5 separate regions of the Mus musculus genome follow, and all the other regions are linked to region 1. A link is a contact called in public HiChIP or PLAC-seq, Micro-C and promoter capture Hi-C data. All regions are on one chromosome and are shown on one strand. Each heading gives the region's core, a stretch centred on a gene start, on an enhancer-like site or on the middle of the called end of the contact. The rest is flanking DNA. Distances are from core to core; before and after follow the strand shown. Region 1 holds the start of Ina (internexin neuronal intermediate filament protein, alpha). Region 2 overlaps Cnnm2 (cyclin M2). Region 3 overlaps Cnnm2 (cyclin M2). Region 4 holds the start of Neurl1a (neuralized E3 ubiquitin protein ligase 1A). Region 5 overlaps Cnnm2 (cyclin M2).

Region 1 (4,808 bases), core at 1,175-3,674:
GACGAAAGAGCCAATCATTACCTTCACAGAGCTTACAGGGCAGGGAAAGGTGAAACACAAAAGTCACCTATAACAAAGAAACCATCTCTGTAACTCGCCATGTGCCCATAAGCTGAAAAAGATGTCAAGGTAACAGAGGTTTTCAAGTGAGACCTCACAGCCTTCGAGCCGATTAAAAGGTTTTTGTTAACTGCAAAGCTATCCTTGGAGGCAAAAATTGAAGCTATCTACAAGATGAGCTTTGAGTTCATTTAGCCAAGATTGATTGTGTTACATCAAAAAAAAAAAAAAAAAAAAAAAAAAAAAAAAAAAAGAAGCAGTTAATTGCATTGAGGCCTAGACTTCCTAACTGGGACAATTTGGAAACATAATGAAGCAGGAGACATTTCTGCGTTGGGAGGAACAGGAGATCAGCACCTCGGACAGCGCCCTGACCGGTCTCAAGCTGAACGGGCTCAAAGCTTGTTTAGTAGATGGACAAGGAAACTGCGCGTGTGTCTCGCGGGTTTCGTGTGTGTGTGTGTGTGTGTGTGTGTGTGTGTGTGTGTGTGTGTGTGTGTGTGTGTGCGCCCGCGCGCGCAAGGGTGGGGCAAGGCAGTTGTCATTAGCTTAAATATGCTACATCCCACTCCTTTTTTAGAGCAAAACTCAAGAAAGTGAGCCTTCTTCCCAATCCTAAAGCGGACGATACTCTGTAAATATCAATTCTCAGTAAGACTCAGAAAAGACTTCTCAAAGTCAACTAAACAAACCAGATTCTTAAGTACCCGCCCACAGAAGCCATGACCTGCGCCCTCTGGGGACACTTTGGGTCGGCACTGTTCTGTTAGTGTGTCTGTACTCTTGGTGACAGGAAGGCATGGTTACTTTTTTTTTTTTTTTTGACTCCTAGAAAGATTAAAGACTCCTTTGTTAGAAGAGTTCAGACAAGCGACTGGGGGTGGGGTTGTGGCTCCGTGTTACTGCATATGCCTAGTATATGCATGAAGACTTGGGCTCTGTGCCTCAAACTCCCCCACCCTCCAAAATAGAGGGCGAAGACATCAAGGGCTTGAAGAGCTAGCTTCCAGGCACATACAGTCCACATTTGCGGCTGCATGCGTGAGACTTCGTGGTTTTTTTTTTAATTTGTTTGTTTGTTTGTTGACTGACGCCTCTAGTCAACGCTCCCCTCTCTCCCCTTTCCCTCCCGTGGTTTCCTAGGGCACCAGTTTACAGGGAGTGAAGCTATCTCTGTACGGAAAAGGACAGGGCACTCTTTCCTATGCAGCATCCCAGCCCTTACCTGGTAGCCGGCCACCTCAGCGCTGTGCCGCTCCTCCAGTTCCAAGATCTGCCTCTCCAGGGACTCATTGGCTCCGCGCAGACCCTCTATCTCAATGGTACGTGCCTGGAGCTGGCGCCGGTACTCGTGGATCTCCTCTCGGCTGGCTCGGATGGCTTCGGTGCTGCGCGCAGCCTGCTCGTTTAGGTTGGCGAACTTGGACTTGTACCACTCCTCGGCGGACTGCAGGTTCTTAGCGGCCAGGGACTCATACTGCGCGCGGATCTCCCTCAGCGCCGAAGTCAGGTCTGGTTTAGCCACGGCCACGTCCACCTCGGCGGCGGCTTGCGAAGACGCCTGCAACGTGGCCAGGAGCTCGGCCACCTCCTCGTCGTGGACCTGGCGCACGAAAGCCAGCTCGTCCAGCAGCGACTCCACCTTCTTCTCCAGATCCAGGCGGGCCAGGGTGGCGCCGTCCACGTCGCGCTGCTGCGCCTTCAGGGCGCGCTCGGCGCCTTCGCGCCCGCGGCTCTCCTCCTCGCAGCGCGCCCGCAGTCGCTGCACCTCCTCGGCCAGCCCATCGCGCTCCAGCAGGGCCTGCGCGCGCGCCGAGCTCGCCTCCTCCAGCTGCGCGCGCAGCTCGCGCAGCTCGCGCTGGAAGAGCTCGCCGACGCGCGACGGCTCGGCGTGGCGCTGGCGCAGCGCGGCCAGCTCGGCCTCGAGCGCACGGTTCTGCGTCTCCAGCTGGTGCACCTTCTCGATGAACACGGCGAAGCGGTCGTTGAGGCCCTGCAGCTGCTCCTTCTCGTTAGTGCGGATGATCTTGTACTCGTTGGTGCGCGCCGCCGCCTGGCTCAGGTCCAGCCCGTCGGAGGCCGGCAGGCGGCGGTAGGCCAGGCCCAGGCCGAGGGACGAGGCCGAGGAGCAGGCGGCCGTGGAGGCCACATTGCTGCGGGACAGCGACTGCGAGCGGAAGCTGCCCGAGCCTCCCGGCCCGGACAGGCGCGCGGAGAGGCGCGAGCTGTCCCCGAACACCTTGCGGTAGGAGGAGGCGGAGCACAAATAGTGCTCCGATCCGAAGCTCATGGTGCCGGGGTCGGGGCCGGGTGCGCGGCTGCGGCGGGACCTGGCGAGGACGCGAAGGTGCGGCAAGGCTGGGTGCGGCGGGGCGGTGTGCGGGGCTTTTAAGGCGCGGGGTTGGGGCGACGCGCTAGGGGTGGAGCTTCATCTTCAGATCGAGCGGGGAGAGGAAGGGGGGCCTGCGGGGGCGGGGGAGCGCAGTGCCACCGCAGCTGCGCGCCACCGTCCTGGGCCGTCCCTGTCCGCTGCGCCTGTACCCCAAGAATCTGCCTTGGGAATGACCGGAGGGGAGGGAGTGCCCAAACAACCTTGGCTTCCCGGCCGAGCGCTCTCAGCTCTTTGATGGCGTTAGAGCCTGTCCTTTTTTTTCTGCTCTTATCCCCCACGGAGAGGAGGTTTTTCTGAAAGGTGTCCTCTATTCTCATCCGCATCCCAGAGTTCCCAAGGGTAAGGCCCTGTTCCTCTCCACTCTTTACAGGGGGAGCGGGCAACCCCCTCTTTATCTCCTGGCTTAGGCGGCTCCTGGTTCTCTTCGGAGAAAGTGGGACCACTTCAGAGAGCATCCCTCAGTTCCGCCACCACAGGAGATAGGATTCGCAGAAAGAGTGAGATTCTCGGGGACATTGGTGACGAACAAGAGGCTGATTTTTTTTTTCCCCAAGGGTGCAAAGGGTTACCGGGAGGAAAGCGGTCTGTCCTGGAAAGGACAAAGCGTTGAGAATTAGCAGGATTCACCTCTAGACCTCCAGTCACCGTGCGTGCCAGGACCGCAGGCTGCTAGAAAGGCTGCAGGCTTTGGTTTAAACAAACAAAAAGCCCCAAACCAACAACAAAACACATTAGATTTTAAAACGTTTCAAAACTGGATTTCTAGTCAGGAGGTTTCATCTAAACAGAAACTGGATTGATTTTGATCTTTTAATGCCCAGCCCCTGCTACTCTTGAAAGCAGAAGGTTTAGGATGACTGCGGTGGGCGAGTGCCTTTGTTTAAGTGCGTTGTTCCTCAGGGCTCCCAGCACTTCAGAGTCACCCCTCTTACCCCGGTTTTTGTTTTTTTGTTTTTGTTTTTATCTGTCTGGCCCTGCAAGCGTTTGACAATCCATTCTGAATTGGACGGGAGCACCATTTTCTGTGGGGATTAGTCTTTGGACCAAAGACTCATTTCCAGGAGTGAGGCAGAGGAGCAGGGCTGACAGAATTGGCCGTCCTCGCCACACCCGGTTAGGATGGAGTGGGAGCCTGAACGATAGATGGATCTAGTTTACCTTCTATCCTGTGGCACAACTCCAGGAAATGTGAAGCCCTTTGCTTTCTAGTTCCGAATTCCAAACTTACATTTGTTTGTTTTGAAACAAGGCTCCCATTCTGTGCCCCTAGTAGCTAAGTTGGTTTTGCTCTCAGTCTAAGCTGGCCTTGAGCTCCTGGCAATCCTCCTGCCTCTGCCTCCCACATGCAGCAGTCACCAGTGTGGCCCACCATAGCTGGCCCTTATCACCTTTTATGATCTTGGGGTTCTAGAACAAGTTTTGTTTCACTTCATGAAGGGATGTATTACTTGGACAGGACTCTGAAAGTAAGAGAAAAGTCATTTTATGGAACATATCCCCTGGCTTTGTGTCACAGCTGCCCTGTCTCCTTACCATTTACCAAAAACCCGAGCTAAAAACCATGCTGGTTTTTTTCGGGCTCTGTAAGACTCGGATGCTGGAAGACACCAGTGGTGGTGAGGAATTACTGCCTGGCAGTCATGGTGGAGTGCTTGAGTGTGGTTTTGTCTTTCTTCTGGCCGGTTTTCAAGATGGCTGTCATTCCTGGCCCAAGGCCACCAGGAAGCAACGGCATACATTCTTTCCAACACGGAATTTCTCTTAGTTTCACGAGACTCTTGTCATCTTTTGTAGCCAGAATAGGGCTCAGTAGGCTTCAGAGAATTTTGGTCAATAGCAGATGACCGGGGTTATATTTGAAGATCATTGAACTGAGAGGTGATGGGTGTGCATCTCGACCCTCCCTTGCTTACCGTGTAAGAGTGACAGCACCACAGCGCCTCTCGTGGTGGCGGAAGGCCGAGATGGCGCACCTGATTGTGCTGTTCATTCTGCTTCTGGATAAGGATATCTCTGCCATCTCTGGAACTCATACACATTTGCCTCCCAAGTGCTGGGGTTAAAGGAGTGTGAAACCATACCTGGCTGAAATACAATTTTTTTTTGTTTTTTTTTTTGTTTTTGAGGCAGGGTTTCTCTGTGGAGCCCTGGCTGTCCTGGATGGAACTCACTCTGTAGACCAGGCTGGCCTCGAACTAAGAAATCTGCCTGCCTCTGCCTCCTGAGTGCTGGGATTAAAGGTGTGTGCCACCATGCCCAGTGTGAAGATCTATGTATTTATTATATGTAAGTACACCGTAGCTGTCTTCAGACACTCCAGAAGAGGGAGTCGGATCTCCTTACGGATGGGGTTGTG
Region 2 (4,491 bases), core at 84-2,583, 150 kb after region 1:
AAACATGCCCTGGAACTGACCATGGAAAGCTCCACCCCTCTCTCCCTTCCCTCCCACCACTGACAGAGTTGAAACAGCAGCACTCAGGCTCAGTGGCCACTTTCAAAGTTAGAGCAGATTCAAAAGGAAGGCAGGAAGCAAGAGGGAGGCAGGACTCTGGAGGAGGCTGAGGGGGAGTGAACATGATTAAAACAGCACACACAGTGAAATCCTCCGCAGACAAGCACACACACAGAAGCTAACACATGAGAAATAAAATCCCAGCATGGGGCTGGGCAGTCCAGTCAGTTCACCAGTTTGGAGCACTTGTTGATCTTGCAGAGGACCCAAGTTTAGTTCCCAGCACCTACAAGGCAGCTTACAACCATCCATAACTCCAGTCCCAGGGTATCTGAGCCCCTCTTCTGGCCTTCAAGGGCACCAGGCACACACACAGTGCACAAAAAAACATGCAGGCAAAACACTCATACACAAAAATAAAAAGACAAATCTAAAAAAAAAAGTACTAAAACCTCAGATTAAAGGACCCTCCCCAGGGAGAGAGGAGAGAGAATTTTCGGAGGGGAAACTAGGAAAGGGGCTAACATTTGAAATGTAAATAAAGAAAATATCTAATGAAAAATAAAATAAATTAAAAAATGAAAAAAGGCCCCTCCCCCCCCCCCAGGCCCAGCACTGGCTAGTTCTCCATTTGCTCGAGTTTAAAGCTGCTGCGCCCCGCCCCTCCACAGAGGGAAGCTTTTCTGACAGGCAGGTTCTGGGGACAACAGGAACATCTGTTTATATAAGTGTCAGTAGTTTCAAATAACCTCACCGGGCTGAGCTTAGGGCCATCCCTACTGGGAAATGGCTTAGAATCAAGTGGCTGCCCCCACACAGCGTTTCCTTATAGGAAAGGCTCTACGTTACTGACTTCACTTTTGAAATATTCATAAGCTTACTCTATAAATTAAAAAAAAAAAACAGAACAGGACATGAGGGGCTTCAGCCTTTCTCAGAGGAGCTAGGGTGATTTGTAAATGGATAGGGTGAGAAGGAGGCCTATCTGGATATGCTGGCATGTCACTATTATCCCAACTCAGGAGGCAGAGATAGGAAAATCACAAGTTCAAAGCCAGGCTATATAGCAAGGTCCTGTCTAAAAATAATTCTTAATAACAGTCTTAAAGAGGCTCTGGAAGGACATGTAATTCTGGAGCAAGGATGGCTTCCTACGTAAGAAGTCAGTCACAGAATCTCCGCTTCCTCCGGATCCTAGTCAGATATGACGCTATCTGAGTCAGTATGGCCCAATAACCCATGCAGTAGATAACCTTGTGGTTACTGTGGCCGGTCCACTCTTGGGCTGGGTGCTTCCTGTGCTCGTTGCAGTCACAAAACCACCACTGGGGCTCGCTTTCAGAGAGGAGAGAGCCGGCTGCAGATGTGGCTCCATTGGTCGGGTGCTTGCCCGGCATATACAAAGCGTGGTCTGCATAAAGCTAGGTGCGTGCCTGTAAAGCCAGTGCATAGGAGGCAACGCTCAAGGCCAGCCTGGACTGTCTGCGATCTTGTGACAGATGAAAAGAGGGAAAGGAAAGGGAAAATGGGAAAGAAGCCAGGGAAGTGGGTGCCAAGAGGACAATGTGGGGTGTCTCCTGCCCATGCCACTCAGAGCTGCCCGTCTGCTCCTCGTGTGGCTGCGGCACTTACAAGCTATCTAGTCATGGCTTTGTATCTGGTGGCTGTACATGGGAGCCTAGGATTCTGCAAGCTCACCTCAGAAATGGATATTTTAAAAAATGGTGGGCAAAAATATTAATTCATACATATCCATCTGGTTGTTTACAACCATACTCGTGTACTAAGAGGCAAGACTCAAATCCCAGTGGCTAAGCTCGATTCTGCACCAACTGGGAGCATTCGACAAGATCATGGGCAATTCCCGTGCACGTCGAGGTTGGAGAAACCCTGAGCAGGAGAGCACAGAAAAGAGAGCGCATGGCAGTCCCAGAGACAGCTCAGACACGTCCACTGCAGGTCAAACAGTGGCAGCGTGCACCCAAAGAACAGTGAGAGTCGTTTAAACGCAGCCAAAGACCTGAGAGGTTACAAATAAACACTAATCTGAGAAGGGAGTGAAACCCACTTTAGAGCAAACATGTCTTTTAAATCTGTATCAGAAGCTTTGAGAAATATGATGGGACAGCTGAAGAGGAGGAGGAAGAAGAAAGGGGTATTTATTAATCTGTATGTGACAAGAGCAAGAGTAATGCCAGGGGAAGTTCCTGTCCACTAAACGCCTGGCAGAGGCGGGGCCCAGGCTTTCTGTTTACTGTGCTGGAGACTGCTCACAGTCTGCCCTGTGCTGGGGAGAGCAGTGGCTTATTTGGATATTTAGATATGTTACTTCCCGGAGGATGGATAAGACCTCCCCACACACAGACACACAGCCACTATAGAAATGACAGTGATCTGGTCCAGCTTGCCTTTTGGTAAGAAAAACTGTGTCTAGCAGTTACAGTTACGGTGCATATAAGTGAGAGAAGACACACCTAACCCTTGAGAGACTTGGAAGCCCCAGGGAGTGGGGGGTTGGGGGTGGACATCCTCTTGGAGATGGGGAGTGCAGAGTGGGAGAGAAGGAATGGGACGAGAAACTGTCAGAAGGCAGACCAGGAGGGGGATAATGAATACAAATTAAAAAACAAAAACAAAAACAGGCAGGCTCTCACACTATTCAGGTTGGCCTTGAATTCAATCTGCAGCTGAGGGTGACCTGGAACTTCTGACGTCACCTTGATTTCCTCAGGGTGCAGACTATGAGTGAACACCTCCCATACTCATTTAAGCCGTGCTCAGGATCAAACCCATGGCTTTAATCAGGAAGGCAAGCACTCTCCCAATGGGGTGTGCCCCCAGCTACCACCATGTCGTATTTCACTCCTGATTTCATTATCATCTACCTAGGTAGGCTTCTGAAACTTATCTTTTTTTCTATTTACTACGCGGTGCACTGGGACACAGTTAAGTCACCCAGTCTATATTCTAAAGGCAGGAGGGGGATCAGGAGTTCAACAAGGTTGTCCTTACTTGCATAGCCAAGTATGAGGTCAGCCTGACAATACAAGATACGCTGCCTGCCTCAGAAAAGCAAAACTGACCCTCCCCAAAGAGCATTCTGTGTTTGACTATCTCTAACTCTTCATTTTATCATACTGGTTATGTAATTTAAAATTATCATCTAATTGTTCCTGGTATGCTGGTGGAAAAACACTCCCATCACACTGTGTGCCGTGGGGGCACAGCAGGTGAAGCACCTGCCACAACACCCGAGGACTATGGTTGGGTCCTGGAACCAACGTGCTAGAAGAGAACAGACGCCCAAGGCTGACCTCTGACCTCTCCATGCTCACCATGGCACATGAAGATGGATGTGCAGTTGTGCATGCAGCTGTGGGCTTGCTGGAGGACAACCTTAGGTGGTGGCGTTCTCTAAACTACGTCCCTCCTTATTTCTAGATGAGGTCTCTCACCGGCCTGGGGCTCACAGATTAGCCTTAGTTCTTTGGCCAAGGAGCCCAGGACCCTACCTGTGTGCCCACCCCAGTGCTGGGATTACACATGGCTGCCATGTGCTCAGCTTGTCCCCTAGTTTCTGGCAGGAACGCAGGTGAGGCAGGCACATTACCACTCAGCTATTCCCCTGCCGTAGCTCTACGAGTAGATACAGGTTTCTCAAAAACACATAGAGCCAATACAGATTTCATTGTGATTTATCAGGATTTTATTATCTCATTTATTAAAATACATTAGCATATTCTAAAAGTCTACTTTAAAAAACTTGAAGATTTATTTTTTTAATTAATTAATTTTTTATTTATATGAGTATACTACAGCGATCTTCAGACACACCCTTAGAAGAGTGCATTGGACTCCATTACAGATGGCTGTGAGCCACCATGTGGCTGCTGGGAATTGAACTCAGGACCTCTGACAAAGCAGCCAGTGCTCCTAACCGCTGAGCCATCTCTGCAGCTCCTGAAGATTTATTTTCATTCATATTTTAGTTTATATTTTGTTATGTAAATGATGAAATAGTCTTTTAATCAGGCTCACTCAGATCATTACTTTGAATAAGCTGAGCTTTATTTGATATAGGACTTAAACTGAAACCTTCTAATGAGGGACAGAGAGGCAGCTTGGGTGGCAGAGTGCTTGCCAAGTGTGCCCAGAACCCGGGGTCTGACACCAGCACCGTGTAACCTGCTTGTGTGGCGCATACACATGCTCAACCACGAAGACAGAATTTGGATACCCAGATGCCCACAGCAATGCCCGCTGGGTGCAGTGGACCACCTGTAACTCTAGCCTCAGAGGGGAGGGACAGCTGGCCAACAAGACTAGCCATACCAGTGAGTCCTGGGTTTGACTGAGAGACCCTGCTTCCGTGAATGAGATGAAGAGCCATGGGAGACGGTTCCCAAACGAACCTTGGGCTTCCATGAGCAC
Region 3 (4,376 bases), core at 1,018-3,517, 210 kb after region 1:
CTCACCAACCTTATGGGACACACCCGCATTCCTCTTTGCCTAGTTGTCTCTGAGGGCAGACCTGCCCTTGCTCACAGGCCCCTCACTCTGTAGATGCTGAGTGTTGAGGCCTCTCTCCTTTTCCTATCTTCCAGCACTTGTACTTCCTGAGGGATCTCCTTTTTGAAGCAAAGGTCTTTCTGGTGCAAGGCTGGCACTCAAGGTCTGTCAGTGAACAGACGCTGTCTATGCAGTCCACTCCCCTCTGAGAGAACAGACGCTGTCTATGCAGTCCACTCCCCTCTGAGACAGTGATGTAAAGGTACTGCTCTTTTTTCTGGTTATTTCTAAACCTTCTCTGGCTATCCGGGGCTGTACCAATCCCTCAGCTGATACTATGGCATCTCCATCTTCCTTCTACTCATAGCTGAGTCCCTGTCACAAGCAAGGCTCTGCTCTAGACTCTGGAGATACAGCAATGGCTACAGAGGTTAAAATCCCTGCCCTCAAAGGGCTTATATACTAATAGGTGGGCCACATATTCAGTTCAGTCTTCACTCTGAATCTATACTGACTCTTGTTCTTGTTCTATATTGATTCAAATGACTGTCTGGACACCTGCAACAGATCATCTGAGAAGATAGCCACCAACAATCCCTCCCCCCACACCCTGAGGGCACTCAATGGCTCATGGAAAAACCGTTTATTTGTTCTCCCTCCACCCTGAGCTGACCCGGCAGCTTGCTTTTATTTCCAGGATCAGCAAGTCTGGGCATGGTGGCACATGCCTTTCATCCCAGTAATCAGGAGGCAAAGGCAGGCAGATCTCTGAGTTCAAGACCTGGTTTACATAGGGAGTTTCAGACCAGCCAAGGCTACACAGTAAGATTCTATCTCAAGGGGGAAACAAGAATCAGCAGAAGTGACTGCTGGGCCAACTGCAGGCTAGCCATTCCAATGCCTCAGAGAGTCCACTCTCTGAAAAGCAGATCCTGCGGAAAGGTGCCTCTCCTGTTAGAGAGGAGGGCATATGGAGAAAGGCCTGGAGGAGCCGGCCCGCACAGCAAGGGACGACCACGTGGAAGTGAACCATGTCAGGAAGTCACACAGCACACACCACCAGGCGCAGGGACAAGCAAGTCATCTTTGATAATGCCCTGAACTATCAGATCAGGACAGTGAGACAGCTGCTCTGCTAAACTGCACCTGCGAAGTCATTAGGCAGGGGTAATCAGAGTCCCCTCTTACCCTGAGCCAGAAACCCTATCATCTATACTTTAAAGACATCTTTCATTAATCCATTATTGTTAGGCAAAAGTAACTTGACTATCAACCAATCCACTTGACTATCTCTAAAAGTAGATTTGAAATATCTAAGTACAGAAGAGCAGTTTTTCAAGCCATTTTTTGTCTATGTACACAGTGAAAGTACTGAACACATACTAACCTCTACATGAAGTACATACAGATACTGGACACAGGTATCATAGTGAAATATACACAAAATCCAATTTTTGAACCGTATATCTCTGCAGTTATTTGTGAGCCCTGCTGCCTCTCAGTGATAAGCTACAGGTGTAACTTCCTTGGATGTGACTGCCCGCAGCCACACAAACCGGATCCTCCTGAAAGGCAGGCTGGGGCTAGAAGAGAATAAATGGCGAGAAAAGGACACGGCCAGACAAAATTCTGATCAAAGGCCAAAGTTTACTAAAAATCTGTGCTTATATAGAGGGAAAGCCTGTCTCCCACAGATCCACTCTTGATGCCTGCGTACTCAGGGCTGGGGGAGGCTACACTTGTAGACCACTGGCCATTCTCCATGCTCCCTTCCTGGACTCTAGTTCTCTAAACTCCTTTGCTTTTTCTCCTCAGAATCTCCAGCACTTTTCTACTGCCTGCTTCCATCTTTTAAACATGACTTTCACATTTGATATTCACCGCTTAGGAGTCCCCAACAGGAGAGCTGTGAGCCACCTGACATGGTGCTCAGAATCAAACCCAGGTCCTCTGCATTTCTCCAGCATTCTATAACAAGTTCTTAATAATTAAAATCCATACCTGAACTGAGTAAATGAGCCACAAAATATGGATCACTTTCAACTATTTTATATTTATTTTATTTTATTTTATTTTATATGTACGAGTGTTTTGCACGCATGTATGTCTGTGCACCACTTGTGTGCCAGATGCCTGGTGCCAGAAGGTGGCATCAGAGCCCCTGAACTGAGTCACATGCATATGGCTGTGAGCCACCATATCCACTGGTGCTCTTAACCTCTGAGTCATCTCTTCAATTCGCCTTCTCAAATCTTGAGTTGGAGCGATTAAATAGAACTAACCACCACAGACTGTGTGAAGTCACTTAAGTCTGAGTAGGTGTGAGACAGCTTGGTGGGTAGAGAGAGGGGCTTGCTGCCAAGCCTGATGACCCGAGTCTGCTCCCTGGAACCCATATGGCAGGAGGAGAAACCAGCTCCCGCCATGTGTCCTTGGACCTCCACAGGTATGCTTTGACACATGCATACCCAGACAAAAATAAATGTAAAAATAAAACAAAGCTAAGCAGTAATTGGGTGTAGCATACTTTTAAACCCAGCACTCAGAGGGAGAAACAGGATTATCTCTGTGAGTTCAAAGCCAGTCTGGTGTACATAGAGAATTCAAGGCCAGCCAGAACTACAAAGTGGAATCTTATCTCAAAAACTAAATAAACAAACAAACTTAACTAGAACTGAGGGTGTAGAGCCTTGGCCTAGGGTAACTGAGGCTCCAGAATTCAATCTTCAAAATGGGAGTGGGAGTTCAGGTGACTTCATAGTTGAGGAATTTTTAACAGTTAGCTCTTCCCATCACTTGCAGACTTTCTGCATTTTAGGTTAACTCTTATTTTGTTGCTGTTGTTTTGTTTTTTGTTTTTGAGACCAGGTCTCACTATGTAGTTTTAGCTGTCCAGGAACTCCCTTTGTAGACCAGACTGGCCTCCAACTCACCTGCCTCTGCCTCCTGAGTGCTGGGATTAAAGGCATATGCCACCACACCTTGCTTAGATTTTTATTAAAGTTAATTTGTCCATACATTCCAAGGTTTACTCTGTAATATAAACTTACTGAGTATAATTCAAGTCATGAAGTTACACTACAATGCAGGAGTGAGCTTAAACTGCATCCCCTACACATTTCTCTAAGCATGAAAGTACTGCCATCTAGTTCCCAACACAAACGCTCACAGGCTCAAGGATTACTTGTTTCCAGCTGCTCAGACATCTTAGAGTCAAATCCATACACTGATGAAAACAGCTGGCCAGAAAGCCCTAAAGCCAGACAGCTAGCTCCTAACCAAAGCTTTAGAGACACATGTAGCAAGGCGCAGCTAGCCACCCCACCCCCACCCCCAAGCTCCAGGGCAGCTGCTTCCCCATCCTGAAGACTGGCAATGATCTGAAACTCTCCTCCCTCCATGATGTCTCTATGGGAATTTGCTGGCCATTCAAAGCCCAATAAGAAGGAGCCCTGAAAATCCTTCATCTTCCTGAGACAGACACATTACAGTCATCCTGTGCCAAGCATTTTTTGTGTCATGACTACAGCAGGCTTCAGGCTAACCTGTAGGACAGACACGGTCCTTGTCTTCTGTGGAACTCACAGTCTAGTGCGATGGACGAGTAGCAAACAACAGCGATCAGTGTGTTCGGACAGGCGGCTAACAGATGAGCCTCGGGAGAGCCAATCACAACAAAGGCCCGATCTAAAGGAAATCTTGGGACATGCAACTCCCAAGGTTTTCTTTTTCCTGTGCATTTGCACAAATTATTTATTTTTTGATCAAGTAGGTCGATAGTAGCTACGAAATGGGATATTTCTTAGTATGTGGCTGCCATGTTAAAAATATAAGACAAACTTACACATTTCCACTTGCCCTCTACCCTCACAACGAGGCTGCCCCTGACACAAAGCAAAGCTGGGTCACCTCAGTCATCCCCTCCAAAATCAATCAACAGGCAGCCACCCTCCAGCCAGGATCAGCAAAGCAATGTCCCCGACATGTAACCAATACATACATGTAATTCAAAGCCAAGGCTTTTCCAATGCCTAAGGGCAGCGTTCGGCAGGTTGACCGACCAGCACACAAGTGCTTCAAGAATTACAACTTCTGCTCCATTTCCCTGGAAGTACAGGAGGCCACGTCCTCCAAGAAGAATGGAGAACTGACAAATGACACAGGGGTCCAGACAGAAGGATTCCACAGAAAACAATACCACGAGAATTCTTTAGCCAACTTCTGGAGGTAAGATCCCCAAAAGAGCAGTGCAGAGGCCAGAGTAGGGTACAGTTCTAGAAGCCATGCCTCTCCAACAGCCGGGAGAACACACACACAACCCGATGATGTTGATCATG
Region 4 (4,582 bases), core at 1,148-3,647, 160 kb before region 1:
TTTGTAATTACTGCTTTTTCCTTTCGATCGACATAACCGCCTTTTAGCAAAATGGGAAGCACAGAGGGGACGGGGGTCACAAAGTCTTTGTCGCTTTACAAACCGTTCTTATGCTGTGAGCACTTCCCCAAGTCATCAGAGTCTTTGAAAATGTAATCTTAGTGATGGCACATCCTCCCCCATGATTCCTAGGCATTTAGCTTGTGTTCCTCGTCTAAGTGATACTGTCAGGAGCATCCTAATGGCCGTAAGTACCACCTGCATCTCCATTTTCCTCCCATCAGTTCTATGAGGAATTACAAGGTCAATAAACATGACACTAGAGGACCTTTGCAAGTGTCACCATATTAATTTCCAGAAATCCACCAAGACCCACTAATTTTCCGGAGCAGGGTAGAGGTGAAGTTCTGAAAGACTGGGTTAGAATGCAGGACAGTGGTACATCTGTCATCCCTTCTCCATCCTGAAGCTAACTGCAAGAAGAGACAAGAGTTCCAAGCCTCTAGGGTCTGAAGCCTAGCTGTTTCTAATTCAAGAAACAAGCCTCAGTTCCCCTCCTCTGTAAAGTGAATATGGTTACTGTTGCTCTGCTGACTAAAACCAGAGAATGTCTGTACTCCCTGAAAAGGGACCTGTGAACATCCTCCATGAACACCAAGGCTCTGGGCTAAAGGGTACTCTACTACCCTAGTCATATCCTGGGAGACTTGAGGAACTTAAGTTGTTTTGTGCCATGCTGTGGGTTTTGTTTTGTTTTGTTTTTTAATTGTTCTTATTGCTGTTTAGGAAGCCCTGGGACTTTTAGCTATCACTGTGCCCCTAGAACTAAGTGCAACCTGTCTCTAATAAAGATGAAAAAAAAAAAAATCAGCTTTCCAGAGAGAATTAGCTGGGTCCAGGCGCCCAGGAAACCAAGCAGCATCTTCCAAAGGTCAGAGACATGTTGGAAGCTGGAAGGCCTGGGGCAGAGCCTCGGGCCTCCCCCAGAGGGTGCTGGATGGGCCATAGACAGCAAACCCTCCCGATAACGTTCCATCTGTTTGGAAGCTCCCTTCCCCTCTTTCTAGGGTTCAGACCAGATACTTTGTCTTTGGATGCACAAAACAAACAAACAAACAAATAAACAAACAAAACCAAACAACCTGACTCAGACGGTGCAAAAGATCACCCACTTGCAAAGACCCCGGGAGCACGCGTCTGCCCTTCTAGTCCTGAATCTCTAAGACCCTCTGCTTGGAAATGCAACTAGTGCTTCCAGCGGGATCTCCCCCAGCCCTAGGCAAATGCAAAAAAGACCACAATGACTCTCTTGGGAGGCTCATCTGGAAAAACCTAGGTTTCCCTCCACACTGCCCTATCCAGCCGGCAAATGTTTTTCCCACCTCTTCTCACCGCTTAGCATCACTGGAGGGGACTCCAGTGACGTTGCCAGGGCAGATAAGGAGAATTGCGCAGACCCCCACCGACCGCCATCCTCCCTCATCTCCACCATCAGCACCGGTCAGCTGCCACCACAGCCCACCTCCACTGTCAGAAGCGCCTCTCCCGCCCTCCAAATGCACACAACAGGTGGCACCTGCCGGTCGTCCCCAACCGCACCCCTGCCCACCACTCCACCTGCGCCGCAACCCTCCCTGCAATTGCTCCCCGGTCAGCGAAGCCTACCTTTGAGGTTCTGGGGGTGGCCCCGCGACGCGCGGCTCGGGTTTCCTCGCTGCAGAGAGGAGACACTGGAGAAGTTGTTACCCATGGCATCGGCCCCCCGGGGGTGCTCCGGCGGGAGCCAGGCAAGGCTGGGCAGGAGCGGAGGAAAGGTGTGCAAGTGTGTGCGCGCGCGGGTGCGCGCTGCCAGGGGAGGGCCCTGGCGGGGCTGCGACCGGGGGCGGGCGGTTTGCTGTCTCCGGCTCTCCCTGGGCTTGGCGGTCTTCGCTCGGCGGGTCCTGCCCGCCGTGGGGGTCCTCGCGCCACCCGGCTACCGGGCTCCCATGCCCCGCGCCCGGGGCGGCCCGGCCCCTGGGCCCCGGCCCGCGGCGCGAGCCGCTGCGCTCTGCCTGGTGCTGGAGCTCGGATTCCGGCTGCGGGTGGGCGGCGCAGCGGCGGCGCGCTCCCCGCGGGCCATAGAGTCGGGGCTCGGCGCGCGGCTGCTCGGAGGCTCGTCGGCGGGCTCGGTCCCCGCCCGCGGGGACGGCCGCGGCGACGTGCGTGGCGCCCTCCCGCCCGCGGGTGAGCTTGCAGCGCCCGGCTCGTGTGGACCGCCCCCGCTCCCGCCAGGTCCCTCCCGAGGCCGCCGCCCCCAACCCCCGCCCTAGCGTCGCCAGGACTCCGGGGCTCCGGTTGTTATGGCGACAGCTGCGCAGGTTAATGAGCGTCTTAGTGACACGCGCGCGCCCGCTCTGCCAGATGTGGGTCTCGGGGCGCGCCGCGTTCCCGCTGGCTATAAGTTCTCGAAGGCGCGCGGGACCCAGGGTTGGGGGCGGCACTGCTCCGGACCTGACGTCAGGAATAGATGGGAGCTTCGGAGGTTGAGCGTCTCCCTGTCCTGGGACATAGAACCTGAAAACAAGAGGAAGAGGACCGCCACAACGCTGGGAGCCCCGGAGCCAGGGCGTGGCGAGGTAGCCCTAATGGAGGCTCCCTAGCACGGGATTCAGGGCCTGGCACGTGTTAAAACGCTCAGGAGTGAGTGGATAATGAATTAAGACAATTGAGATCAGGAATACAGTCACCTCCCCTTCGCTGTAGTTGGAACTTCCAATCAGAACCCCAGTCAGACCATTTCCTGACTGTTCAAACATCCTTTGCATGTTCAAGAACGGAGAACCACAAGACCAGAAGCAAGCCGATGGGACCCAGCTCAGGTACAAACCATGAGAGAGATATCGGTTCCAAGTTGAATTATTCTGTCAGCTGGAAAACTAAGAGATTGGGGAAGGGATAGAGGGGGTGCTATAGCCTATAGTAGACCAAGGTGGCTTCCTCGAGGAAGGGGGCAGTCTGTAAATGTCCTGTTCACGTGACTCTTCCATCTGTGTAGCTCAGCACTGCTACCTGCAGGAGGGACCAGGAAGTCATCTTGGATCTGGGGCGGTTATTTCTCCCAGTGTATCATGGGGGAGAAGACAGTCCGTCTGTCCATCTCACACCTTCATCAGCCTTGCTGCTTCTCGGGGCCATCGCTCACTCTAACCGGACTTTCCCAACTCGGATCCAGAGTGAGCCCTGGGTCATGAGTGGGACACAGACATCTCCTCCATCCTTTTCTGGAAGTTTCTCCATAGGACCCATCCTCAATGTGTAGGCACAGCTCTTTCCTGACCACCCCAGCTAAGCATCTCTGCCTCTCTCTATCATTCTCCATAGGGTCATCCCATTCTCTTCGTGGCTTTTATATGACTTTGCCTAAAAGTAGCCTTTTCTGCTTGGTTAGATTCGGCTTCTCTTGATAGAGAATAAGCTTGCTGAGGGGAGAGTCGGCCAGCCACTTTCCTCACAGTGTTCTAGCTCCCAGGGCAGGGACATGCGGATTCTCAGAAGTATTTGTACAGTGAATGGATCCCCATGCCTGCCAGCAGTAAAATCCTACTGTGATCTTTAGACATCATCTCTGATCCCCTTTAGCCCCCTGTCCTGCCTTTTACTCTCCTCTGATTGCACATGTTATATCCTTAAGTTTCAGAGACTCCAGGCAAGCTAGAAATACCTGTGAAAGGTATGCTCTGGTGTTTGAGGAGAAAGACAACCAGGCCCCCAGTCCCAGCCCCAGCCCCAAGCCTCTGGGGTGCCTGGGATCAGGTGCTGACTGGCTACAGAATGGTCAGGGACTGGTGTCTTATTTATAGGCGGTGTCTTCCCAACACTTATTCCCCAAATGATGATTCATTTGTCAGCAATCTGTGGGCTCTTAACAGCTACATACATAAAGCACACACACACACACACACACACACAGAGAGAGAGAGAGAGAGAGAGAGAGAGAGAGAGAGAGAGAGAGAGAATGAGGACATACAGATTACACATAGCTGGGGAGATCAGGCATTTTATGAGTCAGAATAAATATGTGGAGCCTGTATAGAGGAGACTAATTCCCCTGGAGTGTGTGTGAAGTGCAGGGTTCTGGCTGGGATTTGTAGAGAGTGGCTGGAGAGGCTCTGAGTCCTTCTGGAATAAGCCCGCTTCTGTGGCCTGGGAAGCCTTGGTACAGGATAGGGGTGGACCCAAGGCCCCAAAGGGAGATTACAGGCCCCACACAGGCCTAAATGTGGGCCATGGGCAAAGCAGAAGAAAAATGAAGGCCAAATGACAAGAAGGAGGGAGGAAAGGCGGGAGGGAGGGAAGGAGGGAGGGAGGGAGGGAGGGAGGGAGGGAGGGAGGGAGGGAGGGCGGGCAAGCAGGCCAAAAGGCTCTCTCCTGATCCTCTGAGTAGCCTGAGCTCCAAAGGAAACTGACAGTGTTGCTTCTGAACTTGAAGGTCATAACCTGCTCAGGTGTGCCCACCCTCAGCCCCCTATTCAAACTTTAATCTCACTTTAGGACCCCAGAAGACAGACTTGGGGGATACTGGATCTCTTTGTCCCTCTTTGAC
Region 5 (4,579 bases), core at 1,339-3,838, 180 kb after region 1:
TTTCCTTCAGACTCAAATCTCTGGTCAAGAGATGGATGAGGGCCGGGTATACTGAGTAGGTAAGCGTCTAACAGACTAGTGACAGTCCACCACAGCTGATAACCGAGTGTTAGAACGTCTTACGCTGACTTCAGCCTCATGGCCTTATTCTTAAGCTTTCCTTCTTGGCTGATAATCATTCAGGACCTTATGAGCTGCACATCTTTTATATCCGCTAACCTCACCTTCTACAGTCAAAGTAAGGCATGCAATTATAGCTTCATGCATAAAAATGAGTTCTGCTGTGATAGTTCACGGTAGATCAAAATGCTCTAGGCACAGGCACTATGCTCACCTATATTGTACCCCAGGGCTGGGTTTGTGGCTCAGTGGTAGTATGCTTGCCTAGTATATATGAGGTCCTAGGTTCAATCCCCAAGACCATAAATAAAACCCAAAAGAATACTGAACACCAAACCATGCCATACATGTGCCTAGCAGTGGAAATTTTAGGAAAGGAAGTCATTAATTCTTTTGAAACTGGCTTAGTGGTAGGGCTCTTGCCCGAACATGCAAGGTCCTGGGTTTGATGCCTGGCACAGAAAATAAAAATCTTCCTGAGAGAAACCAAGTAGGAACTTTATTATAAGACAAATTTTATCAGGACTGGGGAAATGGCTCACCGGGGAAGAGTGCTTGTCCCCCAAGCTCGATGGACTGATTTTTTTATCCCTACCACCTACAAAAGAAGCCAGGATTGGTTGTGTCTGCCTGGAACCCCAGGGTTTTCCTTACTGGGGTCTTCCCTTTTGAAGAAGTCCTTCCAGGTGAATGGGATTTGCAACAAGGTGGAAAGAGCTACTGTGTCACTACAGAGTCAATCTGCTGTGTTTTACAACTCCATAATACAAAGGAAAGGAGCCATCAACCTTCTTTTAAAATGTCACTGAATACTGCATTTGGAAAGAAAAACCCTTCATATTCAAAATCTTATCTAACTCGGTCATCACTTCTGCAAATCTTGCGCACATGATAAACTTGAAAACCAGGGTGGGCGAAAACACTTCAAGGTTTTCCTCATTGTCATGATTAAAATAAAACCTGGCATGTTGCTCTTTGGCTTCCTGTCCCCAGAAACCTCAAACACTTCATTGTTACAGAAGAAGGAAAAAAAAAAAACCCAAAACTGTAATTCAGCGAGTTTTAAAATCCAACATTTTCTTCTTTAAACCTCTTTACCATTCCTCCCACCCTTCTACTGCCTGCTTTTCCTTCAGTGTATCTAAAAATTCTCCCAAAATCATGCTTGGGATATTAAATATCCCATGTTGAAGGCATGGTCCCTGATGCAGCAGTGTGCAGAGACGGGCTTTGGGGAAGTGACTAGATCCCGAGTATGCTGACCTCACTGTTGGACCAACCCACTAGGTGACATCATAATTTGAAGATGGGTTATTGGGAGTTGGTGGAAACAAGACAGGGATCTTACTTAAAGAGTGCACAAGTGCATGCATGCTGCCCCCCTCCGCCCGCCCCGGACACACGCTTAAAAGATGGGCTCTCAAATACAGCCCTAGCTGGTTCCGAACTTACAGATTTTCCTGCCCTCTGGATAACAAGTGTTGAGTCTAAAAAAAAAAAAATCTGCATATCAGGGTTTAAATTTTTTGTATTTAATCCTCTGTGCATGTATGTATATCTCACATGTATGCACATGTATTCAAGTGCCCTCCACGTCAGAAGAGAGGGTCAGGTCCCTTGGAGCTGGAGTTACAGGTGGTCTCGAGCCACCCAATGTGAGTGTTGGAAACCAAATTCAGGTTGTCTGGATAAACAGAAAGCACTCTTAACCACTGGCAGCCCCCAGCGCCAACAGTATGTACTCTAAAGCAACATCTTGTCCTTGGCCCCTTCCTCCTGCTCTCTCTGTGCTTCCTGATGACAGTGAGGAAGCCCCAGCTATGTTCTGTCACCAGAAGCCCAGGGGAAATGGGACCAAGTATCCCCTGGCTGAGACCCCCCCCAAACCTTGAGCCATAGCAAGTCTTTCCTCCTCCAAATGATTTTACCAGTTCTGCCACAGCAGGAGCCAGCTCTATCTGCCCTGGGCATCAGACTCAGGCTGGCAGAGTTGAACAACGTAAATGCTTTTACAGCTGAGCCATCTCCTCCCACTCAATTTTTTAACTTTTTTTATTTGCCTATTATAGTATGTGGTGCATGTTCACAAGCGTGAAAGCAGGGAAGCACATGCTGTAGCATATGTGTGCGGATCAGAAGACAACCTAGAGTGTAGTCCTCGCCCCTCATCAAGGAAGCTTCCCTCTGCAACAGATAGACCACTACACAAATCATAACTGATCAAAACACAGAGTTGTGGACCCCAGTCCCAACGGATTCATCCATCCACAGCACAGCCCCTGCACGGAAGGCTCAGGGGTCACTGTGGAAGAGGGCATGAAAAGACGGTCAGTGTTAAAGCAACAGGAGGCTTGCTGTGAGACTGTATCTCCTAGAAATGTCAGAGAAGCTACACCCAGGATGTCTCATCCACATGGTTGGCTAAACAGGATCTGAACTTGAATGACTCCAAAAGACATGCTAATGTGAAAGGGGTCAAGGGCACAAGGCCTCAAACCTAGACAAAGAACTACAGACAACTAAGGAATGCTGAGAGTGGGAGAAACAGCCTTCCCAGGGAAGAGCTTACCATTGGTTAGCCAATACCAAACAGCCAGCCCTGAAAACATAGATGCAAGCAATTCTATACAGACTGAATGGGTTATATTTAATACACGTATATGCACACATGCATGTGAGTGTGCACACATATAACATGCACACACATACATATCCCCGTGTTCACCAATAGAAGCCTGGTCTAAAAAGTACTAGTACATCTATGTTATGGAAGAACTTTAACTCTTAAGGAACAAAACAGTAAGTAATAAGTGGTTATGGAAACTACCCTACTTGTAGTAAGAAAAATCTATATTATTCAGGGAATGTTCCCATCTGTGTTATTTGTACATTCTTAGAAAAACTAGGTGGGGCAGTCTCTGGATGGCCTTTCCCTCAGTCTCTGCTCCACTCTTTGTCCCAGCATTTCCTTGAGACAGGAGCAATTCTTGGTTAATAGTTTTGAGATGAGTGGGTGGCCCCATCCCTCAACTGGGGGCCCTGCCTAACCACTGGCTATGGTCTCTACAGATTCTATCTCTATCTCCCCGTTATTGGGTATTTAGGCTAATGTCATCCCCGTTGGGTCCTGGGAACCTCTTACATCCCTGTTATCTGGGACTTTCTAGTGGCTACTCCCAGTTCCCCACCCCCACTGCTACACACCTCCATTCAGTTTCATGACCCTCTGTACTTCTCCCCCAGTCTCCTCCCACACGTGATCCTGCCCCCTTCCCCCCATCTTCCTCTCTCCCTCTCAGATCTCTCCCTCCCTCCCTCTACATCCCGTAAATATTTTGTTTTCCCTTCTAAGGACTGAAGCATCCACACTTTGATCTTCCTTTTTCTTGAGCTTCATATGGTCTGTGAGTTATATCATGGGTATTCCGTGTTTTGGGGCTAATATTCAACTGCATATGTAGTAGAGGATTGCCTTATCTGGCATCAATGGGAGGGGAAGCTCTTGGTCCTGTGGAGGTCCAATGCCCCAGCGTAGGGGGATGCTAGGGCGGTGAGGCAGGAGTGGGCAGGTGGGTGGGGGAACACCCTCATTGAGGCAGGGGTAGGGGAGTATGGTAGGGGGTTTGCGGAGGGGAAACTGGGAAAGATGACACTTGAAATGTAAATAAATAAAATAACCAATTAAAAAAAAACTATAGGAAAAAGCCAATGGTATTGTGGTTTAAATTGACAAGTTGTGTCCTTCAGAGTAAGCTCCATAAGAACAACATGGAGACTTGCGCTTCTACACTCTATTGTGTGCAATCATAAAAGGTAACATGCTTATTTTGATTAGGAATTGATGTGCACTGAACCCCAACAGTCATGTAAAGACTTGCCTCTGGTTTGCTGTGGAGCCTTGAACCCTGATCCACATGCCCCCATTGCCCAATTGTTCTGGGATTACAAACATGTGCCACCGTGCCCTGTTAGTCACATAAAGCCCCCTAAGATTCCTCTTCAGAATTCTCAGCCTCGGCCTCTCTCCTTGGCCAAGGTGTCCAGCTGCACACTGCACTCCAGTGTGGACTTGCTCTGCACTGAAACCCCACAAGTAGACATCAACTCAGTTGTGACAGACAGCTCAATGTGCCTCCTACTTCCTGCCTTGGAATGTCTCTTGAAACTCTGCAGTTATGCATCTGAGCCCAGAAATAGGGCAGAAGTAATGTCTGTGGGAGGAACACTTCCCGATTCACACCCAAGCAGTCAATTCTGACAGCATCTCACCAGCCTCCCGACAGGCTGCACACCTGTTGCCTGCAGCCGAGGTGCTGGTGTCTTCGGATTCTGCGTCTGCCTGTTACTTCACTTCCCAACTCTCTAGGATTGAGTGTCACAGGAGGAGTTCTGCACATGCTCTTCTGTCAGGCTGATGTTCTAGCTGGCCTCAAGCTGAGCTGAAGTTTTTCTATCGTCC

What was found. Promoter capture Hi-C pulls out the DNA fragments that hold promoters and counts their contacts. HiChIP or PLAC-seq counts read pairs in DNA pulled down with a chosen protein or histone mark. A called contact is a pair of places that touch in the nucleus more often than the background predicts.
Region 2: a contact with region 1 is called in a promoter capture Hi-C map of hematopoietic stem and progenitor cells, with 2.6 times the contacts expected there. The contact joins the enhancer-like site here to the promoter of Ina in region 1. A contact is called at or near these places in 17 of 39 promoter capture datasets (the 3T3-L1 cell line, the C10 cell line, the HPC-7 cell line and 12 more), 1 of 15 datasets of contacts at CTCF or cohesin (large pre-B cells), 8 of 484 Hi-C or Micro-C datasets (bone marrow-derived macrophages, cerebral cortex, cortical neurons and 4 more), 17 of 115 datasets of contacts at active chromatin or transcription factors (bone marrow-derived macrophages, craniofacial prominence, differentiating embryonic stem cells and 11 more) and 3 of 9 other capture datasets (adipose tissue, liver and pancreatic islet).
Region 3: a contact with region 1 is called in a CTCF HiChIP or PLAC-seq map of the NIH/3T3 cell line, with 7 read pairs. The contact joins the enhancer-like site here to the promoter of Ina in region 1. A contact is called at or near these places in 5 of 39 promoter capture datasets (the C10 cell line, HPC-7-derived erythroid cells, cranial neural crest and 2 more), 1 of 15 datasets of contacts at CTCF or cohesin (the NIH/3T3 cell line), 1 of 484 Hi-C or Micro-C datasets (bone marrow-derived macrophages), 4 of 115 datasets of contacts at active chromatin or transcription factors (differentiating embryonic stem cells, embryonic stem cells, microglia and 1 more) and 1 of 9 other capture datasets (liver).
Region 4: a Micro-C map of embryonic stem cells shows a contact between it and region 1, with 2.3 times the contacts expected there. The contact joins the promoter of Neurl1a here to the promoter of Ina in region 1. A contact is called at or near these places in 1 of 39 promoter capture datasets (stem cell-derived epiblast-like cells), 7 of 484 Hi-C or Micro-C datasets (the G1E-ER4 cell line, embryonic fibroblasts and embryonic stem cells), 3 of 115 datasets of contacts at active chromatin or transcription factors (all in embryonic stem cells) and 1 of 9 other capture datasets (pancreatic islet).
Region 5: an H3K27ac HiChIP or PLAC-seq map of embryonic stem cells shows a contact between it and region 1, with 18 read pairs. The contact joins the enhancer-like site here to the promoter of Ina in region 1. A contact is called at or near these places in 6 of 39 promoter capture datasets (the C10 cell line, hematopoietic stem and progenitor cells, liver and 2 more), 2 of 484 Hi-C or Micro-C datasets (bone marrow-derived macrophages and nephron progenitors), 3 of 115 datasets of contacts at active chromatin or transcription factors (the 230-238 cell line and embryonic stem cells) and 3 of 9 other capture datasets (adipose tissue, liver and pancreatic islet).

What each region holds. Positions count from the first base shown.
Region 1 is chr19:47,012,297-47,017,104 of GRCm38.p6, reverse strand. Ina (internexin neuronal intermediate filament protein, alpha) reads right to left here and starts at 2,424. Exons shown (of 3, transcript NM_146100.5): 1 at 1,286-2,424. The coding sequence starts at 2,350. It also overlaps a transcript of Nt5c2 not described here.
Region 2 is chr19:46,860,558-46,865,048 of GRCm38.p6, reverse strand. All of the region lies in intron 4 of Cnnm2 (cyclin M2), which reads right to left. Among named protein-coding and RNA genes, the nearest start is that of Nt5c2, 100 kb to the left of the region's middle. Within about 2 kb of position 1,333, at least 93 of the 459 cell types and tissues checked have an H3K27ac peak or open chromatin away from gene starts, as enhancers often do. A contact at or near this core is called in the HPC-7 cell line, bone marrow-derived macrophages, hematopoietic stem and progenitor cells and 1 more, where this site is marked.
Region 3 is chr19:46,802,847-46,807,222 of GRCm38.p6, reverse strand. All of the region lies in intron 1 of Cnnm2 (cyclin M2), which reads right to left. Among named protein-coding and RNA genes, the nearest start is that of Cnnm2, 43 kb to the right of the region's middle. Within about 2 kb of position 2,267, at least 26 of the 459 cell types and tissues checked have an H3K27ac peak or open chromatin away from gene starts, as enhancers often do. A contact at or near this core is called in the NIH/3T3 cell line, where this site is marked.
Region 4 is chr19:47,176,635-47,181,216 of GRCm38.p6, reverse strand. It overlaps Neurl1a (neuralized E3 ubiquitin protein ligase 1A), which reads right to left and starts at 2,397. Exons shown (of 6, transcript NM_021360.4): 1 at 1,666-2,397. The coding sequence starts at 1,750.
Region 5 is chr19:46,834,295-46,838,873 of GRCm38.p6, reverse strand. All of the region lies in intron 1 of Cnnm2 (cyclin M2), which reads right to left. Among named protein-coding and RNA genes, the nearest start is that of Cnnm2, 75 kb to the right of the region's middle. Within about 2 kb of position 2,588, at least 17 of the 459 cell types and tissues checked have an H3K27ac peak or open chromatin away from gene starts, as enhancers often do. A contact at or near this core is called in bone marrow-derived macrophages, embryonic stem cells and hematopoietic stem and progenitor cells, where this site is marked.